Linked DNA regions of Mus musculus: all the other regions are linked to region 3. The links are chromatin contacts, called in public HiChIP or PLAC-seq and promoter capture Hi-C maps. All regions are on one chromosome and are shown on one strand. Each heading gives the region's core, a stretch centred on a gene start, on an enhancer-like site or on the middle of the called end of the contact. The rest is flanking DNA. Distances are from core to core; before and after follow the strand shown.

Region 1 (3,957 bases), core at 914-3,413, 280 kb after region 3:
TGTGCACATATCACAAGGCATGGTTGGCCTCCTCAGAATCTTTATGGCCTGGAGTGGGCTGGGTCTGGAATTGGCTATTCTCAGAGCCTAATGAGAGGCACTAGGTAGGAGCTCCTGCCTATACCTGGCCCCACCCCAGAAGACCTGAGGCTTCTAGGACTGGGCAAACCACAGCCCATATGAGAAGCTTAGGGAAGCCTTGAGGTTACTAGCTCTCCTGCTTAGGCAGAATGGTCATAGGATGCACAGGGAGAGCTCTCCATGGACACATGACAGAGACCCACATTGAGACCCTTGGCCTCCCACAAGGCATCTAGCTCCTCAGAGTGCATTCATCTTTGATCTTCTCAATAAAGGGCTCCCTGCCTGTCAAGACCCAAGGAAAGAGGCCGAGCTGTCCCGTGGTAAGCTTGGGTGCCTCTGCTCGCAAGAGGCGGGTGGTGTTCCCCTGCCTTGTCGGCAAGCCCTGTGTCAGTCATGACCAGGGCTGAGGTGGTTGCACTGGGCACATTGCTCAGGATTTCCAGGAAGTCCCCTTACACTGAACAGATGTTCACCTACGTCGCATGCTTTCTAAAGACCAGCGTCATCTCCCGACAGCCGCCATCTGACCTGTAGCCTCCAAGGCAGTTTGTAGGAGACTGGGTACTTGTTAGACAGACCCTCTTGTCTGCTTTAGGGGGTCATTACCAGGAAAGAACTCACATGTCAGCAGATGTGTCGATTTTAGATTGCATCCTCATATTTATGAGGCCCTTTATTCTCGTACTCTCAAACAGTGCATGCTATTTAAAGAGACGTTTCCAACTCCCAGGGTAGTGCATAGACCCCAGAACAAGAGAGCTGGGAAAGGAAAAGGCCACCATGGGCGTCAGGGAGGTAACACTCTGCCCTTTGCTGCTCTGTGCCTCCTCTGGTCTCCCGGACATCCCAGCCAGAGTCTCCTGCACTGTCCGAAAGGCCCTGACCACCTCAGCCGTTAAGACAGAACTCAGCCACATGTTCTCACACTTCTTGTTTTCCTTATTAAGTAATATTTCTTTCTAACCAAGGAAAAATGACTTGCTTTGATTAGGATACCCATCTTTCATCCTTCAGCCACATGTAATGGCAGAGAAGGAGCCTCCAGCCACGGGAGTGACTTCTTGTGAAGGAAGCCACAGACAGAGTCTAAGCTGAACAGTGGAGCTCTGTAGCGTTGCTTGTCAGGGTGGGCAGGAGGTGCAGGTTCCCTGCTGCCACCCTCAGCATGGACGGACACAACCTCCCCTCACCTAACCACTGGAAGGTGACAGAAAAATAACAAGACTTACGTTTGACGGTGCCTCGGGACTCCTGGAAACCTGCTGATTCCGAGCCCCATCCTAGAACCTCACAGTCATGGGTGTCCACCTGCCCAGTTCGAGTCCCAGGGCTTGTGACTCCCTTACCCCTGTCCACCAGCCAGCAAGACTTCCACAGCCCCACACTCCGCTTGCGTCCGTCCTCCAGCGTCTGGTACACCCAATTGGGGGTGAAGGCTGCTGCGTTGTTGAGGATGAGGGAGACCAGGGCCACCAGCACAGCGGTGGCCACAAGCTTCTGGAGAGTCATCTCTGACTTCCAGGACTGTCTATCTCGGAGAGTTCCAAGTCCCAGTCAGCCGCTGTGCATCCAGAGAAAGCCAAGATGCTGCTAGGGGTGGCTAGAGGACATCAGCACTCATCCTTGGGAAGCTATGCGGCAGCTCCAGCCCGGCACAGGAGGATGTCGCCCATGGGACGGGTCCAAGAGAGCTACTCACAGCCCTGTCTTAGCCTGCCTCTTGAGCCTGGAGCAGGGACAAGCCTGTGCTGAAGCTGGTCTCCCCAAGACCCATTCCAGGGAGAAATCTGGGGCACTGGCTGCACCAGCGAGAATCCAGAGTTGTAAGTGGGTCGTCTTCTTTGGAACAGAGGCCAGGGAGGCTGTGTCCACAGTGCCTCTTGCCTACAGCAGTGGAAAATGGACAGCAACTCGGGAGGCAGGCACAGCGTGGGAATCAGCCAGGTTACGCGCCTCAGAACGGGCTGTGGGAGCCAGTCTGATGGAGGAACAGGGTTGTGGACGCAGTGTGGGTTTGGCCACCTCTCTGCTATGTATCCCGTCTTGGTATCTCTGCCACAAATGGCAGGTCCTGAAAAGCAGAACGCCTGCCACAAGGAAGCATGTGTATGCGCGTATGTGTGTGAGCTCCCGTTTCCCTGTCTCTCAGCAGAGAGGAAATGGTTGTTTTTGAGGCTGTTTTTGGTGAGCAGGAGGGCGTAGCCAACTGCAACAAATAGCAGCCCTGCCACAGAGCCAGACACTAACAGGATGTGCTTCCTGATGGGAAAGGCCTGGGGAGACTTCAGAGGCCTGCTCCAGCCCACCACTGGCTGCCCCTCCCCATCTTCCTGTCCCATAGGAATAGTCAGGGATGCCAGCCAGGACACTCATCTTCTTACCTGTTGCCGTCAAACCTAGCCAGCTGTGCTAGGTCCCGGACCAGGGGATGCTGCAGACAGCACGGGCAGGCAGAATCCTCAGGGACTAGGTGTCCATCCATCCATCCATCCATCCATCCATCCATTGCCTAAGGCATGATAGGTGCTGTGAATCCCCAATGTCTAAAGCAGTGGTTCTCAGTCTGTAGGTCATGACCTCTTTGGGGGTCAAATGACCCTTTTACACGGGTCACCTGAGACCATCAGAAAACACAGATATTTGCATTAGAATTCATAACAATAGCAAAATTACAGTTGTGAAATAGCAACAAACTAATTTTATGGTTGGGGGTCACCACAACATGTGGAACTAATGGCAGGACAGAGTAAGGTGTAGAGGCACCTGAGGCAGGCCACCATCTGCTGACAGAGATCCATTCACCTCAAGGGAGCAAGTGTACTCAGACCTTACAAGGAAGGGGAACCTTGAGGAACCTCTGCAAGGGGTTGTTCTTGGGCTGGCAAGAAAAGGTGGGATTCTGTAAGGGGTTGTGCCACCAAGCAGGCTGGATAGCTGATGTGACTTCTGAGCAGCCAAGTTTGCTTACTAGCAAAGTGCTCGCTCCCCTGAGGCTGGACAGAGCGACTGTACATTTGCTCTCCTTCCTCATAGCGCTTCAGCTCTGGTAAATAAAAGCCACCAGGTCTGAGACTGTGTCCCGCCTCCAGAGCCTCCCACCAGGGTTCCAGAGCTGCATAAATGAACACAAGAACGCAGGAGCTGTGGGCTGAACCATCTCAAACACACGTACTGCACCGCACCGCACCGGGCAGGATTGGGACAGCCTGGTGCTGACTAGTGCACTGGCCGGGACAGGCCGGAACCGACCTTTCCTGTCTTCATGAACTGACATGCTGGGCCACCCCCTACTTCCTAGTGTGGCTGCCTTCAATCACACGTTCCCATATATAGTCAGGCTCCTGGCACTCCTTAAGTTTACATTCCAAAAGGCAAGGACTCTGTCTCTGTCCAGCCTTTTGACTGTCAGCAGTTCTGAGAATGTAAGTCCTCTGAGGAATAATATGATTTTTCACCCTCAAGTTTGTAGCAAGTGTCATTGTGGCTTATTTATATTTTTTATTCTTATTGCTCAGGGCCTGAAGGAAATTTACGCTTCATTCCAGGTCTCTGGGCCAGCCTCCCTGTGGGGTATGTTCTAAGTAGGAGGGACTTGACAAGCCGTGTGGGGTGCCATCTACCCTCAGCTTGTGCTATGACTCCGAAGGCACTTAAGTGGTACAGCTGTCATTGTTTCTGCCTGTGCCTCCCCCCAGAGGCAGAATTAGGGTGCAACATCTCCTACACAACACTTCAGAGATGAAATATTTGAAAGGAAGGTCTCCCAAAGTCTCCGTTAAGAGAACATCTATTTTCCTCCTTTATTTTTTGGGTGGTTAGTAAATGGCTAATTCCCGGTGAGAACCGAGAAGCTGTGTTAAGATTCTCTAACTC
Region 2 (3,771 bases), core at 659-3,158, 330 kb before region 3:
CCAGCACTCACGGCACTATTGACGGCTGCCATGTAGCTAGCATCTGGGTCGATGTGAGCAGACGTGATGGAAGACTCAGGCTCGGGAATCAGCTGCTCATTGTGGTCTGTCTTCAGGTCCCAGATGTGGATAGCACCGCTCTGATCACCCACAATGAGTTCTGCCTAGGATGTAGGGGAGGGAGGTGAAATGTAGCAATACTCTTGTCCTCTAAAGTCCCCACCCCACCCCTGACACCTGGCCCCATGAGCATTCCTCACCTGGTTGGGATGCAGACACACGCAATTAATGGGTGCGTTCACCTGGAAGATACGCTGACACTGCAAGTTCCGGGACCTGTGGGGAGTTAAGGTTACACATGGCTTCTAATGGATTTGATCCATGCCTCTACCAAAAGCCCCCATTCTCTGCTCAAAGGAGTTGCTTCTACCTTAGGAGAAATGGTTGTGAAGTTTAGCTCTTTCTCCACAAGCTTGAGGTCAGTGAAAAGGGAAGGAAAGTCTGGCCCCCTAGCCTCAAGGCAAGGCTAGCTCTCTGATGTAATTCTATTCTGCTTTCTACCTTCCCTCCATCGCCCGCTCAACCCCTCTTGCACTAAGACTAACTGATTGCAGAATAGCCTGCCCACAGACAATCCCCTGGCCTGCCCACTCCCCGGGCAGCCGTCCTCTTCAGCCCAACACACAACACCACCTGAGGTCCCAGATGCGAGCTGTGCAGTCCTCGCCACCTGTATACATCCAGCGACCATCCTCGTGAAAGCCCACTGATGCAATGTTCTTACTGACTCCGTCATAACTGATGATGGGGTTGGGGTTATTGGAGTTGAGATCATACATGCGGATATGTTGGTAACCTAGGGACACAGGGGGAATTGAAGCATGGGTGTGCCAGGTAGAACTACGGCCAGTAAAGGGTCAGAGGTCGAGAATCTCAGGTACCTGCAGCAGCAATCATGCTTCGGTCCGGAGTAATCTCCAATGCATTTACCTGCTGAGCATGTTAAGGATAACAGGAAGAGAACCCAGAGAGGGAAACCTTGGGGCTACAAGGCCATCAAGACCTCCACCACCTGGCCTGAGTTTCCCCAAACACATATCATTCATACTTAATTCTGGCCAGCACCATCCTGCTGCCAAGAGGAGGATACAGAGTCCTGATGCTGCACTGTTCGAGTGCAGATTCCACTGTGAGCCTGCCAAAAGCGCACCGTGTGGTCATAGCCTGCAGTTGCTAAGATGACAGGGTCACTGCCCACTGTGCCTGGGGTGGTATTCATTGTTTGATGGCTGGAGAAAAAAAATGAGACCTGCACTGGGCCAAGAGGTGATAAGTAAGGTCCAAAGGTCAAAACGTTTGGAGAGAAAAGATGTACGCATAACAATCTGCACACTACAGTGTACCGGTATTAACTTCACTTTAAAACTAAGAAAAATAAGAGTGTTCAGGGTCACGCTGACAGTCTCAAAAAAAAAGACTCCGGCTACTTTGCTCCCGGGAGAGTGTTCCTTCAGCTTCACCCTCACGCTTGGAGACGCCACCTCGCCAGCAGCCAGCAGGAGGCAGTCACACGCAGAAGGCCATCGCCCGGGCGCCGTCTCTCGCAAGGGTAGGCAACGCATGCGCATGGCGACTAAGGAAAAGCCCGGCACTGCTGCTGCTGAGCATGCGTAGTTGACCGGCACTGGGATCGGATGGGTGGGGGCGCTATCTGGCAGGACCCCCGCGCTCCCCAGTGCTCTGCACACCGCCCTGGCTCTGTGTTACCGGCCCGATTACCCCGACCGCACTCTCCTAGCCACCCAGTGGTCGGTAGCAGCCCTCATCCCGTGTCCCCCGTACCTTAACACACGCTCTGCACTCTGCCTTAGTCCAGGACGGCGAGGCGAGGAGGAGCTAGTCGATAGAAGCCGGGCCGAGCGTAGAGCTATCGATAGTAACTCCGGGCGAGACCATGGGTCCGGGGAGTGGGGGAGTTGAAAGGGATACCAGAGTTCTGAGACGAAGAACTCCAGAAGTGATCGTGCTCAGAATGGCCATCAGCCGCGACGCCACCCTTCAACTCACTGGGAACTACAGCCATGGTACTGCTGCCTATTTTCCAGACTTGGCTCCCAGAAGGAATTACACTGTCGTCGTCCCTCCACCCCCCGCAGACATACACAATCACCTACCCTACCAACCAAGCTAGAATTTCTAGGTAATGCAAAATTTTCAGATAAAAATCATTTTTTCTTTTCTTTTTTCCTTCCTTCCTAGCTTTTCTCTCTTTCCTTCTTTCTTTCTTTCTTTCTTTCTTTCTTTCTTTCTTTCTTAATTTCTTAATTTCTTAATTTCTCTCTCTCTCTTTTTCTTTTAGTATAGGCATATCTCAAACACTGTACTAAAAGAATTACTTTCTTACAAGAAGTTTGAATGCAACTGGGCAGTCTGTTACTTCTATTTGCTTTATCTGGTAGCCATAGTCTAGACCCTTTCAGCCTGATCCTGAGGGCACATAAGCTAGCCCAGAAACTCGTTTAAAACTGCAGACTCTCATGCCTCCATTTTTTAAAATTTTTAATAATACTTTTTATTTAACCCAATATATAAAAATATTCTTTTAACACATTCAACATAAATATTTTGTGCTTTTTTATTTTAAACTGAAATATAGTGTGCATCATGTTCTTGTGAATAGTTTCAATTTAGACTAGATAGATACATTACAAGCACTCAACAGCTTTATGTGTCTACTAAATAACATTGAACAGATAGGTGTAGAACATCTGATTCAAGAACAGCAAATTAGCCGGGTGGTGGTGGCGGCGCAGCCTTTAATCCCAGCACTTGGGAGGCAGAGGCATATAGGAGAGAATAATATTTATATTCCTAGCTGGGGAAAGCCTAGCTGGAATATAAATATTATTCTCTCCTATATTACATCCCAACTGCAGTTTCCTCTTCCTCCCCTCCCCCAAGCCTCTCCTCTCCTCTCTCCTCTCTCCCAGATTCACCCCACCACCACCACCACCAAGTACTTCCCCTCAGGAAAGAGCAGGCCTCCCAGGGACATCAACCAAACACACACAAGCTACAATAAAACCAGGCACATACTATCACTTTAAAGCTGAAAGAGGCAACCCAGCAAGAGGAGAAGGATCTCAGGCAGCAGAGTCAGGGACAGCCCAGCCCTGTTAGGATTCCAGAACACCAAGCTTATATGCAGAGGACCTAGGTCAGAGCCTTAGCAGCTCTCTGACTCTGCAAGACCCCAGGAGGTCCACCGGCCCCTCTGTGTTCTTGTGGTGTTCCTGACCCCTCTAGTTCTTCTAATCCCCCCCCCCTCCTCTGCAGGACTCCAAACTCCGCCTAGTATTTGGTTGTGGCACTCTGCATCTGTCCCCATCAGTGGCTAGGTGAAGTCTCTCTGGTCTCTTGGTGACAATTCTGCTATCATGCCTCCATTTTTATTACCCAGCTCTACAAAGTTGTCCTTGCTTTCTCATGATCTCTTCCCACTGCACCAGTAGATGGGGCTGCAACCCCCTTTCCCTCTAGCCACAGAGAGGGTAAGTCCAGCTCCTTAGCCAAGGCCGGTTCCCCTGTCTACACACCCAGGTTCCTGGTCATAGACACCCTCTTCCTATATCTCTCCCCAGTCCCTGTTTTACCTCCTTAGCATATTTTTAATATGGATTTTTGGTTTGGTTGCTCTGTAGACCAGGCTAACCTCGAACTCAAGAGAACTGCCAGCCTCTACCTCCCAAGTGCTTGGATTAAATGCATGGG
Region 3 (3,842 bases), core at 145-2,644:
TCAGAGAAACCGAAAAAAAAATTAAATAATACTAAATGTTGACAAATTTAATAGATTTAGTGATAGGACCTTAACTTACTTATTTCAATAAGTACTTCATTAATGAAAGTCAGAGTAAGATTTTTATATGGTAGTAATTTTGTTTGTTTGAGACAGGTTCTAGATAGTCCAACTTGGCCTTTTTTCTTTTTTTTTAGGTCTTCATGAGCTGAGCTACTCATGATCCTGAAACACATGATTCTCCTACTTCAATCTCTGAAGTTCTAGACCAGCCTGGTTTACAAAGTAAGTTCTAGGACAACAAGGGCTGTTACACAGAGAAACCCTGTCTTTTTTGTTGTTTTGAGTCAGGGTTTCTCTGTGTAGCCCTGGCTGTCCTGGAACTCACTCTGTAGACCAGGCTAGCCTTGAACTCAGAGATCCACCGGCTTCTGCCTCCCAAGTGCTGAGATCAAAGGCATGTACCACCACCTCCTCCTGAAAACCCTGTCTTAAAAAAACAAAAGCAACAAAAAAATTAGTATTATCTATTTTAAGCTCAGCATAATGGCTCATGTCTTTAATCACAGAACTTCCAAGGCAGAGGCCTCTGAGAGTTCAAGGTCAGCCTGGTCTACATAGTGAGTTCCAGGACGGCCAGAACGACATCATAAGACCCCGTCTTAACGTCCCTGCCCCCAAATAGTATTATCTATTTTATATAATACTGTGGTATTTTCAAATAGTATTATTTTACATAATATTATATGTGTACCTCCTGATATATATGGTATGTGGTAAAACCAGGGAAACTCCTTTAATAAGAGCATCTGGCCATTTCCTCTTCCACAACCCTATCGGTTTTTATATCCGTGTCTTCCTTCAGTTCACTTTCTGCTCTAAATTAAGAATATTTCACTTAAGGTAACTTTGTGCTTTCTCGGAGACGTGTGCAATTATAAGACATTTATGAGGGTTGCTCAGTGGGGACAGCCTGAGACCCTAGTCAGGATCCCAACCAGAGAACTGCGGCAAATGCCTAGCCTGCTTCCTTAGCGACTTCCCCCTTTCACTAGCTCCTGTGCGGTGCGTGGTCGCCGCTCCTGTCTTCGAGTGACCCCGAAATTGGCTTTTCTGGGTCAGTACCTACGGCCGACTTGGCCTCCACCACCTGAGTCCTTAACAAAGTTCTCCAGTCCAAGGAATGGGTAGTGCCTCTCCCCTAACCGTGAACACGTGCGTGAGACCCGCGGCCATAGGGGCGGAGTCCACAAGCGCTGGGGGCGGAGTCAGTGGGGGCGCGGTCAGTAGGGGGCGGAGGGGGCGGGGCTCGAGCTAACGGTCGGGGACTCCAGGCGGTTCGCCCACCGGGCTGTGGGAAGGCCTAGAGCGTGACCGGCGTCAGGTGGAACCCCGTGGGTCACCTAGCGGGCCCGGAAGTATCCGGTGAGCCGCGACCCAGACTGCCTGTTTCGGCATCCGGCCGGCGGCGCGGGACCGCGCTCCGGTTCTGAGAGCTGGTGCCTGAGCTGAGGGGAAACTCGCGCGGGGTCGCACGCGCCGACGTCCCCAAGGTTCTCCGCGGTGCGCGCGGCCCTCGGTCTGTCAGGTCCCTTCCAGTCAAGACTCACTCATTCGTGTCTCTTCTGCCCTGCCCGGTTGCTTCTTGTCAGGTTCTACCCTGCCTGTCCACTCCTGTCAGCTCCCTCCCAGCCCGTCCATTTCCTGTCAGGTTTCTCGCTGTCACGGTCCCAGGTTGTTAGTGTCCCAGGTCAGCGTGTCTCTCGAGGTCAGAGCCGTACTGTCAGGTTCCATTCCGGCAGATGGCTCCCATGGAGTTGCTTACCCTCCACATCCTCACCCTGTCAGGCTCCCCAGGACAAGAATGAATCCCGTAGGCAGGCAGGGGTGGTTGGTGCACTCCTTTAACCCCAGGCATGCAAGAGGGGAGGCAAAGGCAGGCAGATCGTGGAGTTCCAAATCAGCGAGTTCCAGGGCCGCCAGAGCAACACAGAGAATCCTTGTTTCGAAAAACAAAACAAACAAAATTCCAGAGACAGGCCTTTTTAGTTGTTTGTTTGTTTGTTGAAACAGGCTCTCCCTACGTAGCTCAGGTTAACCTTGAACTTGTGATTCACCTGCCTCTGCCTCCTGTGTTTGGATTACAAGCCAGCACCACTCCAAGCATCAGAGGAAATGGAGAAAAATGTTCTCTTTCTCCTCTCCCTGCTTACCTTTCTCTTCCTTTCTTTCTCCTTTCCTCCTTCCTTTTCATCTTCCCGGAATTGTCTGGTTCTTTCTTTCCTTTCAAATCCTTCCTCCATCCCTCCCTTCTCGAGACAGGGTCTCAGGTAGCCCAGGGTGGCTTCAAAAATTCACTATGTAGCTGAGGTTAGCCTTGAACTCTTGATTCTCCTACCTTCACTTTCCAAATGCTGAGATTGCAGGTATATGTCACCATATCTAGCTGGAAGAGAGGTTTTAAGGAGGAAGGGAGCCTGTCAGTTCTCAAGGATAGGGACAGGATATATCAGAAGCCTACATGCAGTATGTATGTATATCATATAGGATCCAGGAGGATAGAGTATGTAAAATATATATACATATATAATATGTTATATATATGTTAAAACATCTATATAAAATGAGTAAAACATATATAATACATATATTCCTACAGATTACTTTCCCTGACCTCATGTCCCACTTGTTTCCCCTTACTTCTACCTATAACACCCCCTGGTTACCACTGTTCTTTTCATTATATCCAGGATTTTGCCTTTTCCAGAATGACACACAGTTGGAATAATCAGAAACATGTTAAAATACTGAGTGGGAATGGAAAGATGACTCAAGGGATGAGTGCTTAGAACAAAGGGATGCAGATGTGATGAATTTGGATCCTAGCACCCACATAAAAGTGAGGCATGACTGCACTTGTGGGGGTTGGAGATAAGAGATCACTGGTACTTGCTAGCCTTCAGTCCGTCTGGCTTTAGTTTCAGTGAGAGGCTCTGTTTCAAAGAAATAAGGCAAAGAGAAATAGAACTGGCTTCTTCCTCTGGCCTTTGTGTACATTCATGTACACACATGTGCATATAAACTATACATACCGCACATGATGATGATGTAAAGATGTCAGGTGCCACGATGGATGTGTAGAGGTCAGAGGACAAGTTTTGGGAGTGGACTCTCTCCTTGCATCATGTGATTTCTGGTGATCAGATTCAGGTTGCCAGTCTTGGTAGCAAGAGCCCTTACTCAGTGAGCCATCTTATTGACCACCCCCTAAATTTTTATGTTTAAAATTTTTATTTATTTATTTTTTTGACAAAAGCAGTGCTAGGTACTACCATAGAAAGTTACTAACACTTTCCCCAGTGTGGTAGCCAGGAGGTCAGCTTTCTAATGGACAACTCAAGAGTGTTTGGAAGAAAGGAGACTTGTTGCACTAAGAGAAACAAATCCTAGTCTTATAAAACATTGTTACAAAACTTGTGGTTTGTGGTGAGAGGTTGCAAAGATACCCTGTATAGAAATAACATCATGGAGAACTCTTCCTTAGCATAAATCTGTAGAATAAAACAGAAAACATAGGAAAGTCATTTCCAAGTTCTCTGAAAGCTTCCTTTACCTAGAATAGCAAGCTATAAACCACACCTGTTTTTCAACTAGAATTCATATCTATCTAAAAAGTTAGCCGTAACAATATTATCTTCAAATTATAAAATGATTTTTGTTTAGGACTTCATTTGATCCAGTCTACAAACAGTAGCAACTATGTGTGATACCCTGAAGTACCTAGTCCTTTGTGGTTACATTAGAGGAAGAGACAAGGTACAGCTCTGATCTTATGAAGCAGC
Region 4 (4,242 bases), core at 378-2,877, 310 kb after region 3:
GCACTGAACCATCTCTCCACCCCCACACCCCAGCAGTTTATAAAACCCCAGCTTCTCACAGCCACAGATCCTTCCAAGGACTGCCATTCAACCGGATGTGGGACCTGGGTACACAGGGATCCATAGCAGCAATGTGGTAGATAAACATTTAAAACCTGACATGTTAGCCGGGCGGTGGTGGCACACGCCTTTAATCCCAGCACTTGGGAGGCAGAGCCAGGTGGATTTCTGAGTTCGAGACCAGCCTGGTCTACAGAGTGAGTTCCAGGACAGCCAGGGCTACACAGAGAAACCTGTCTCGAAAAACAAAAACAAACAAACAAACAAACAAAAAAACCCTGAAATGTCCTGATGATCCTGAAAGTGCCACAGAATAAAGAATGGGCCCAGTAGAAGACAACAAGTGACCTTTAGGGCATCAGCTAGGGACAGTGGAGACTCTCTGAGTGCTGATCTGCAAGGAACCCTATTCTTCCTCCCAGCCTTCAACAAGAAGGAGTGAGGCCAGGCTAAGATGCAGGGTCCTTCCCCTTACAGTTTTAAGGTGTTGGGAACCTTCTCAGAACTTGGGCGCCCTGTTGCTCACTAACTGCTCACCCAGCAGTGCTCTCAATGGCTTCCATCAGCACCAGGAAGGCTTGGTCTGGAGGGCCATCCAGGAAGAAGCTCTCCCAAAGCCGCTCCAGCTGGCCACCGGGGGACAGCTCCAGCCAACCTGGGCTCAGCTTGCTGACCAGACATCTAAGGACGGCTGAGAAGTGGACAGTGGCAAACTCCTCCTTCTCCTCAGGAAGAACTGGATCCTCGGTTCCACCGAGGTATCGTTTCAGAGTCCCCAGGGTAGAAAGGATATGGCCAGCATCCTCTGAGGATGAAAGGATGTGAATGGCTTCCTGGACGGTGAGCCGGACAGCAGACAGGGCTGGGTCCATCCTGCAGAACAGGGCTGAGGGTCCGAGAAAAGCATGTTAGAGTGTCAAGAATTCTTCCCATGGCACCCACGATGTTAAGGGAGGAAACAGTTGGGCCGGTTCCAAATCTCAGGCCCCACCCCCCTACACACACGCACTTACTTCTGCGCTTCCAGGCGCTTCACTCACAATCTCACTCACGCTCTCCCGTCCTTCTTCCGGGTTTCCCGCCTGCCCGATGATCTGACAGAGCTTCAGTCCCGGACTGCACCGGTGCACTGTGGCTGTCTCCTCTGTCAAACCCACTGATAGTTGGATGAGTGAGTGGCTTGCCAGGGTGCAATAACTAAAACTCCTCCTCCGTCTGCAGCTCCAGGTTAGCACCCAGCCCCCTAAACACGAGGCCTTCGGCTCGTATGGGAACTGGCCATGCTGCAAGGCAGGACACTGCAGCCCCGACTGGACCAACCACTCCTACAGGGTTCCTCTGGCCAGCATGCTTCAGAGCCGAGGCCACATGCTCCCTCTTGCGCGCCGCTGATTCGCCACGGCACCAGGACCACGCGCCAGATTCAGTGTCAGCTGAGGGCAGCTGTGAATTCGAGTCGCAGAGCTCACGTGAAACCTGCACGGATATTTAGAATTTCTGGGGCTGATACAAACGCGTGGCTAGGGACGAATCAGCGGCGCGCCAACGCGCTGATGACCGCAGCATCTGCGCCTGCGCAAGAGGAGGAAGAGGCGTGGCCTAAGAGCCTACGGTGGGCAAGGCCTGAGGGCAGGACTCCGGTAGGCGTGTCCGCTCTATTGGTCCCCTGGTGACTGCTGTCTCTGTTTTCCTTAATTCTGGAGAGACTTTCCCCAGCACATTACCCCACTATGCTGCCTTGGGTCGGATGACTTTCCACTCTAGAGCACTAATCAACTCTCTAGGCGCCCTGAGGGAAACAGAATAAGGAAGCCAGGAACAGCGGATATGGCCAAGTTGTAATGCGGATGCGCTGATGTATTTGGTGGTACACAAGGGTGCACGTTTACTGCGAACACGCAAACTGCGTCTAAACTGCCCTAAATGAAACACCACTAGCTGAGTAAACACCCAGGGATCCTGACTGTCGTCTGAACTTAGCAGTGTGAAACATTCCATCATGGCAGAACTTTTCTTGACCATCCTGATCTGGAAGATACATTGAGGGAGCAACATTTCAGCGGAACTGGGTGTGGGTGGAAATCTGAGCAAGCTGTATTCATTCAACATCATCAAGCAAAATTACCCTTCCTGAGCAGGAAATGAGCCCACTCAAGGCTTAGCAGTTAGCAGAGCATACCAGGGGCCAGAGCGATTATCTTAGAGGTTAAATTACGTGTGGCTCTTGCCAAGGTCCCAAGTTCAGTTCCCAGCATCCATGGAAGTGTTACCGATCAGCCAGCCAGGATCTCTACACAAATAAAAACTGGGGTTAGTCAAAGAGAAGGTCTTCAAATGGTAGCTTTCTTTTTTTTTTTTTTTTCTCCATGTTTGGCCTCAGTGAGAGATGGCAGATGACTCCCCTAGTATTAGGGGACTGGAGGCATTGGGACCCTTAGCCCTAAAAGTATTCTAGCTCTTACGTAGGTCAGGAATCCTTGGCTCTTTCCTGTGGCTGGTGCAGCTTCCACTAAGCAGATTTGGTGATTGTAGGGACTCTTCAGCCCTACAGCTTTACAATTTTTGTGTAGACCTTCGCTCTTAATGACAGCCAGTGTTAAAATTCTTGGCCTAGGGTTGAGACCTCTTGGCTCTCTGGAACTCATCTGGCATCCAAGGCTATGCCATCTCTTCTCTGGTTTAGTCAATTATCCTCATTCAGTCTCAGTTTCTGCACTCCCCTGATGCCTTGGCTACTGCTTCCTCAGCTATGACAAAACTGACTGTCCTGTCCCTTTTGTAGCTTGGCCTGCCAATTGCTCAGCTGTCTCTGCCACCTCTTTTTTTTTCATGATAACAGCTTAGCCCACATTACTGAGAGTAGGCAAGCAAACCCTGGAGAGGAGCCTTTTACTGTACCTAAAGCTGCAACAAAAGGGAGGAGATGAGGAAAGTCTCTCCCAGAGGGAGTCAAAGCGGCTGCCTTCAAATCCTGAAAAGGGGCACTTCCTCTGCTAACAGTCTTTGCACCAGCCTCTGTAGTTCCTCAGCTAGGCCACCAGAGGACGTGTTCTTCTCAACCTGGTCGAAATGGTTGCAAAAAGCCTTGGGGCTGTATCTTCCAGACCTGAAGCAATTTGCAACCTTGTAGTTTTCTCAAGGCCCTCAGAGTTTCCTGGATAGTCAGAGCTGGCATTAGGGCAGGCCAGGAGTTGTTGACTGGCAATTCTTTTGCTAAAGCCATCCAGAATGGAAAACCTAGCAGTTGCTAGTTAAGAGCTCGTGTCACCTCAGCACCCAATATTTTTGCTTATTTTTCTGGAAATGAATACCAGAGTGCTTACAATAATAAATGTTAACAGTGCTTAGCCCCTGGCCAGTGTTCAGGCGGAGATGGGTGTCCTTATTTGTTTTAGAACAAAGGGGTGTTAGGAGGATCCAGTCTTCACTTAAAAGTAAAGGTACAGGGCTGGTGAGATGGCTCAGCGGTTAAGAGCACTGACTGTTCTTCCAAAGGTCCTGAGTTCAAATCCCAGCAACCACATGGTGGCTCACAGCCATCTGTAATGAGATCTGGTGCCGTCTTCTGGGGTGTCTGAAGACAGCTACAGTGTACTTACATATATTACATTATTTATTAATAAACAAGTTTTTTTTTAAAGTAAAGGTGCTCCGCTGGCAAGCTTGATCCCCTAAGTTCAGTCTTCAGGGCTCACTTGGTGGAAAAAGAGAACCAACTCCTCAAAGTTGTCCTCTGCCCTTCACAAGCACACACACTCATTGCTCCCACAACCACACACAAACAAGAAATGAATGTAATGGTAATTGTTCTTCAAAAAGACTAGACCTGGGAGCTGGGGAGAAGGTTTACTAGGCAAAGTGTTTGATGTACAAACATGAAGATCTGAGTTCAAATCCCCAGAACCCAATATCAAAGCCAAGTGAAGAGGCATGCATCTGTGTTGCCAAGGAGATGTAAACAAAGTCTACCCCCCTCCTTTTACAGTACTGATGATAAATAAGCTGAAGTACATTTCCACCAAAGTTGACTCTGAGGAATCAGTGAGTTTATTAGGCTTACTGACAGAGCAATGGGTGAGGGGGTATAGGCAGTAGCAGAGGTGACCTTAAAGCAGTCACACTGGAAGGTCTGCCCCCCAACAGACCCCCATGACTGTGTAGATAGAACCCTTCCCTAATTTT
Region 5 (4,223 bases), core at 1,354-3,853, 270 kb before region 3:
CCCCCTCAGTCACTGGGACACCCATTTCCCAGGAGATGGTCTTATGCTTGTCTGACTCTCTACTGTGCCCACAGAGCCCAGATCTATGGTTGATATATAGGGGATATTCGTGAATTTGCTGTCTGCAAGTTTTCCAGATCGGTCCCTTTCAAGATGAGACACTAGACTAAAGTGCCATCCACCTGTCATCCCAAAGAAGGGCTGACTAGAGGGTGGAGCTACAGGAGGCCAAGCCTGGCTCTCCCTTTCTCCAGAGCTTCCAGATCTTGAGGGACCCAGGCTCAGCCTGGCATCTGCCTGGCACAGGAGGGTGCTTCGCCTTTCCTGCACCCTGAACAGGGGTGCAAACCAAGCAGCCCTACAAACCAAGAGGAGGAGGGGGAGGCCATGACAGGCAAGGAGACCCGTTTTCATGCCTCTCCTCCTCCCTCTGGTACTTCAGCCTTTACTTCACCCTAGACTCTTATAACCTAGAGGGCTTAAGGAGACCTACAGTCTTCCAGGCCTGTATAGGATAAAGAACAGGTCCCACTGGAGGGAGCCCCTTTTCCTGTCTCCAGAAATGGGCCTTCCTCCCAACCCCCTGCTAACTGGGTCAAATTAAAGGGTGAGAAAAAATGCAAATTCAGGATTTGCCAAGAACACACCAACACCTCAGCACATGAGATTCAGACTGGGTGGGGGTGGGGATGGGCTTTAACACTAGCACTCGAGACCCTGCCTGGGATCCTAAGGAGGTCTCCATATGCAAATGCAGGGATCTCCTGAGTGAACAGGCCTTAGGTTTTCTCTCGCTGTCACTATCCTGGAGCACAGCATCAACCCCTGGGATGAGAAAACGGCTTCCGCTGAATGCAGGCACTACCCTGGGTATTAGGAGGCTTCCCAGGACCCCCGGACTCTCAGGGGTGGGTGGCAGATGCTTTGGTAGCTAAGCTCCACCCCCTGGGCCTATGGACATGTCAGGAGATTGAGAATCCACAGCCAAGGGTACTAGGAGGACTATGTATAGGAACCATAGCACAGTGGGACCCAGTCAGAGCTCGGGACACCGGCCTCTACTCTCACCCGGAAGTCGATGCCCACAGTGGAGATGAAGGTACCAGCCAGGAAAGCCCCATCCTTGAAGCGCACAAGCAGGCAGGTCTTCCCCACACCGGAATCCCCCACCAGCATGACCTAGAACAGGCAGGAGGATCAGAGGATTCAGGCTTGGAGCCGAGGGCCTTGCCCACCTAGAGATGCTTCTGATCTGCCTTGAGCTGTGGGGGAGGCAGGAGAGGAAATGAGTATCCCAGGCCTGTAGGTTCAGCAGTGTGGACCCCAATAGCATGGATGCCCAGCTTCTCTCTCCCCCTCCCCACCCTCACCCCCGTTCACCCCCTATCACCTCTCCCTCCAACAATGCTGCCTCAGTCACAGAGAGTGAGGACAGCTGTCCCCATCCAGGACCTTACCTACCCCTCCTCCATGGACAACATGCTTGATCTGGGAGGGCAGCATTTGGGGCCTATGGGGAGCAGAGCCATGGGAGTGCAGCTGGAAGCTCCTAAGAGACCTTTGGGGACTCAGTATTGGGGGCCTCTTCGAATTCCAGCAAAGACACAAATCTCAGCAGCAAGGTTCGGAAGAGGTGTGACAGCTTTTGAAGTGAAGAGGGGGTAGGGATATCTGTGGGCCTGAGGGCCAGACCAGTGAAGTCTTTCCCACCCACATGATCCCTCAGGCCAATGTTTCAGGACCCAGTGATGGCCCTGCCTTCGGAGGTCAATTCACCTAGGCTTCAATTTTGTTCTGGTCTAGGGTGGCCTTGTTCTCTTCTCTCCCAGAAAAAGGACACTTACAGCCCCTTGGGGGGGTGAGGGAAGGCAGCATATGGATGGGAAATGATGAGACAGGAGCACCGGTAGGGGCCATAGATCCCAGAGGGACAGCTTCAAAACTCTGATCTTGCTTGGCCTTGCAGTAGATGGAGTGGGGGTAGGGCCCTGCCAGCTGTTGAATACCCCAGACCCTAGTCTAATAGTTGTGTTTGTGTGTGTGAGAGAGTGTACGCGCGCGCTCGTGCACGCACGTAGGGTCGCGTGACAATGTAAGGTACTGCCGTGCCATCTGCAAGGTGCTGTGCCAATTCAGCGCCGAGGGTCTGCAAGGCCCTGCACTCTTCCCCAGCGGCAGTCTAGGATCCAACGCCACCTGCTGCATTCCCATGGCGGGGAGGTGCCTGGCTCACCTTGAAAGCAACATCGTAGAAGTCTCCAGTGCTACCAAGTGAGGGCCGGATGGACTGCGGGGGCCCATTGGGCGGTGCCTCTGGGCCAGGGCGCACAGTCCTCGGATGTGCCAGACGTGGCCCATTGGTGGCGGCGGCGGCGGCGGGCAGCGTAGAGGTAGCCGGCTCACTCCCCCCCTTGCTCTTGGGGGTCTTCTTCCTGGACATGGTTCTCAGTGTGCTCCTGCTGCTACCGCTGTGTCCCGGGTTGTCCCACGCCCCGTGCCCGCCAAGACCGACTCGGACCCGAACCCGTCCCGCAGCGGCAGCGGCGGCGGCAGTAGCAGCAGCATCTCCAGCACTCAGTGCCTGCCCCGCCCCCGCGTCCCCACAGGCGGCGCAGCCATTCAGGCCCAGCCTCCCGCCACCACTGCCAATGGTCGCTCTGAGGCGGAGCCATGCAAATAAGTCTGTCGCTCCAGGGGCGGGGTCAAGAGGTCCCAAGAAGGCCTTAGGTGTGCATCCCAGGAGCATGCTCCAAGTGCACTGTGCTCAAAGGGCTCCAGTTGTCCAGTGAAGGAAGCACCAGGATCCTGTGTCCTCTCTTTGCCCCAGTCTTCAATGTCCCAGGTCAGTAACCTAGCTCAATAGACTAGTCCATGGACCTGGGACTACGATGTGTTCTGAGATGAGGATGCTGGGGCAGATGGCTTGCATGAATAGGCAGCCTGAGATTCAGGGTTTTTGTTTTTGTTTTTCTATCAGAGATACCAGCCATCTGACTACTTGTCCTCAATGCTATTCCCTCCAGGATAGGCAAATTTAAGAAGCTCCAACACTCATGCTTCACAAACAATCCCTGCTGCACCGAGCACTCTGGGCTCAGCTGATCAGAGGCATAACGGGCACGCTGTTCTTCCTCACGTATTTTTTTTTTTTAAGATTTATTTATTTGTTATGTGTACGTACACTGCAGCTGTCTTCAGATACTCCAGAAGAGATCGTCAGATTTTGTTAGGGATGGTTGTGAGCTACCATGTGGTTGCTGGGATTTGAACTCAGGACCTTCATAAGAGCAGTCGGTGCTCTTAACCACTGAGCCATCTCTCCAGCCCCATCTTCCTCACATATTTTGCCACCTGGGTTGAAGTACGGATATCTAAAGTGAGAAAGAAGTAGTTATCACAGCCAGCCAGCATCAGGCCTTCAGAGATAACCAAGGCATAGGTTAGGGTTAGGATTAGGGTTAGAGGTCTGCCCTGACAGCCTAGAAGATTGGAGGTCCCTTCCTAGAATTGACTGGCCCATGGTCTTTCCATCCTAGGTTCTCATCCAAGAGAGGTCTGTGTTGATTTTCTAAACCCCAAACTGGTTCAGGACCTGGTATACCCTTCTCCTGATTCTGACCCTGCTGCTTTACCTATGCTGACTGGAGGATTTCTGTCCAAAGCCCCTCACCTAAGACACTCCAGTCAGGAGAAAGAAAGTCAGAGTTAAGGACAGTGGATGCTGGAGGGTGGTGCCTTTGAGACCCAGTATTTCTTGGTGTTCCTCTGGAATGGCCTAGCTGTTCTCCAAGATGTGATCATTGTCACCAAAACTCTGCGTTTCTTGACGGCCTTCTAAACTTTCTCAGTTGGCAGAGAGCAGAGCATGAAGAACTCCCTACCTCTGTGGCTCAAAGCCTCCTCCTATCTCTTTCAGGCCAATTTCCAGATCTGTATACATCCTGACCCAGAGTGGGGGTACTGGGCTCTCACTTTTGCATTCCCTGAGGACTTCAGTATCCCGTCCTCACAAGGCCAACCTCAGCATGATTGGCCCAGGATCTCAGCTGAGAACCTCAACAGCCTGTGCCTATCGCCCTAGGAAGTAGACCATGTAACCTCCTTCCAGCTACTGCCTAGAATCCGTCCAGTACAGGGCATACACATAGAGTTCAAGTTTGGACGTTCTAGGCAGGAGCTGCAAGGAGGAGATTCAGGTTGAGGGCAGTGAAAACAGTGCAGGC

Evidence for each region. Promoter capture Hi-C pulls out the DNA fragments that hold promoters and counts their contacts. HiChIP or PLAC-seq counts read pairs in DNA pulled down with a chosen protein or histone mark.
Region 1: a promoter capture Hi-C map of stem cell-derived epiblast-like cells shows a contact between it and region 3, with 2.7 times the contacts expected there. The contact joins the promoter of Tmem204 here to the promoter of Meiob in region 3. A contact is called at or near these places in 2 of 39 promoter capture datasets (embryonic stem cells and stem cell-derived epiblast-like cells), 1 of 115 datasets of contacts at active chromatin or transcription factors (pancreatic cancer cells) and 1 of 9 other capture datasets (adipose tissue).
Region 2: a FOXA1 HiChIP or PLAC-seq map of pancreatic cancer cells shows a contact between it and region 3. The contact joins the promoter of Mlst8 here to the promoter of Meiob in region 3. A contact is called at or near these places in 4 of 39 promoter capture datasets (cranial neural crest, hippocampal neurons, liver and 1 more), 1 of 484 Hi-C or Micro-C datasets (liver) and 2 of 115 datasets of contacts at active chromatin or transcription factors (embryonic stem cells and pancreatic cancer cells).
Region 4: an HNF4G HiChIP or PLAC-seq map of pancreatic cancer cells shows a contact between it and region 3. The contact joins the promoter of Telo2 here to the promoter of Meiob in region 3. A contact is called at or near these places in 1 of 39 promoter capture datasets (cranial neural crest) and 2 of 115 datasets of contacts at active chromatin or transcription factors (embryonic stem cells and pancreatic cancer cells).
Region 5: an H3K4me3 HiChIP or PLAC-seq map of embryonic stem cells shows a contact between it and region 3, with 10 read pairs. The contact joins the promoter of Rab26 here to the promoter of Meiob in region 3. A contact is called at or near these places in 2 of 115 datasets of contacts at active chromatin or transcription factors (embryonic stem cells and pancreatic cancer cells).

The regions. Positions count from the first base shown.
Region 1 is chr17:25,078,951-25,082,907 of GRCm38.p6, forward strand. Tmem204 (transmembrane protein 204) reads right to left here and starts at 2,164. Exons shown (of 3, transcript NM_001001183.1): 1 at 1,314-2,164. The coding sequence starts at 1,593. All of the region lies in intron 18 of Ift140 (intraflagellar transport 140), which reads left to right.
Region 2 is chr17:24,477,170-24,480,940 of GRCm38.p6, forward strand. It overlaps Mlst8 (MTOR associated protein, LST8 homolog (S. cerevisiae)), which reads right to left and starts at 1,909. Exons shown (of 9, transcript NM_001252464.1): 1 at 1,843-1,909; 2 at 1,151-1,289; 3 at 942-993; 4 at 694-856; 5 at 261-336; 6 at 12-164. The coding sequence starts at 1,279.
Region 3 is chr17:24,802,988-24,806,829 of GRCm38.p6, forward strand. It overlaps Meiob (meiosis specific with OB domains), which reads left to right and starts at 1,395. Exons shown (of 14, transcript NM_029197.1): 1 at 1,395-1,425.
Region 4 is chr17:25,114,340-25,118,581 of GRCm38.p6, forward strand. Telo2 (telomere maintenance 2) reads right to left here and starts at 1,628. Exons shown (of 21, transcript NM_001163661.1): 1 at 1,074-1,628; 2 at 598-946. The coding sequence starts at 932.
Region 5 is chr17:24,531,144-24,535,366 of GRCm38.p6, forward strand. It overlaps Rab26 (RAB26, member RAS oncogene family), which reads right to left and starts at 2,604. Exons shown (of 9, transcript NM_177375.1): 1 at 2,234-2,604; 2 at 1,069-1,179. The coding sequence starts at 2,440. Gm33508 (predicted gene, 33508) reads left to right here and starts at 2,752. Exons shown (of 3, transcript NR_169077.1): 1 at 2,752-2,842.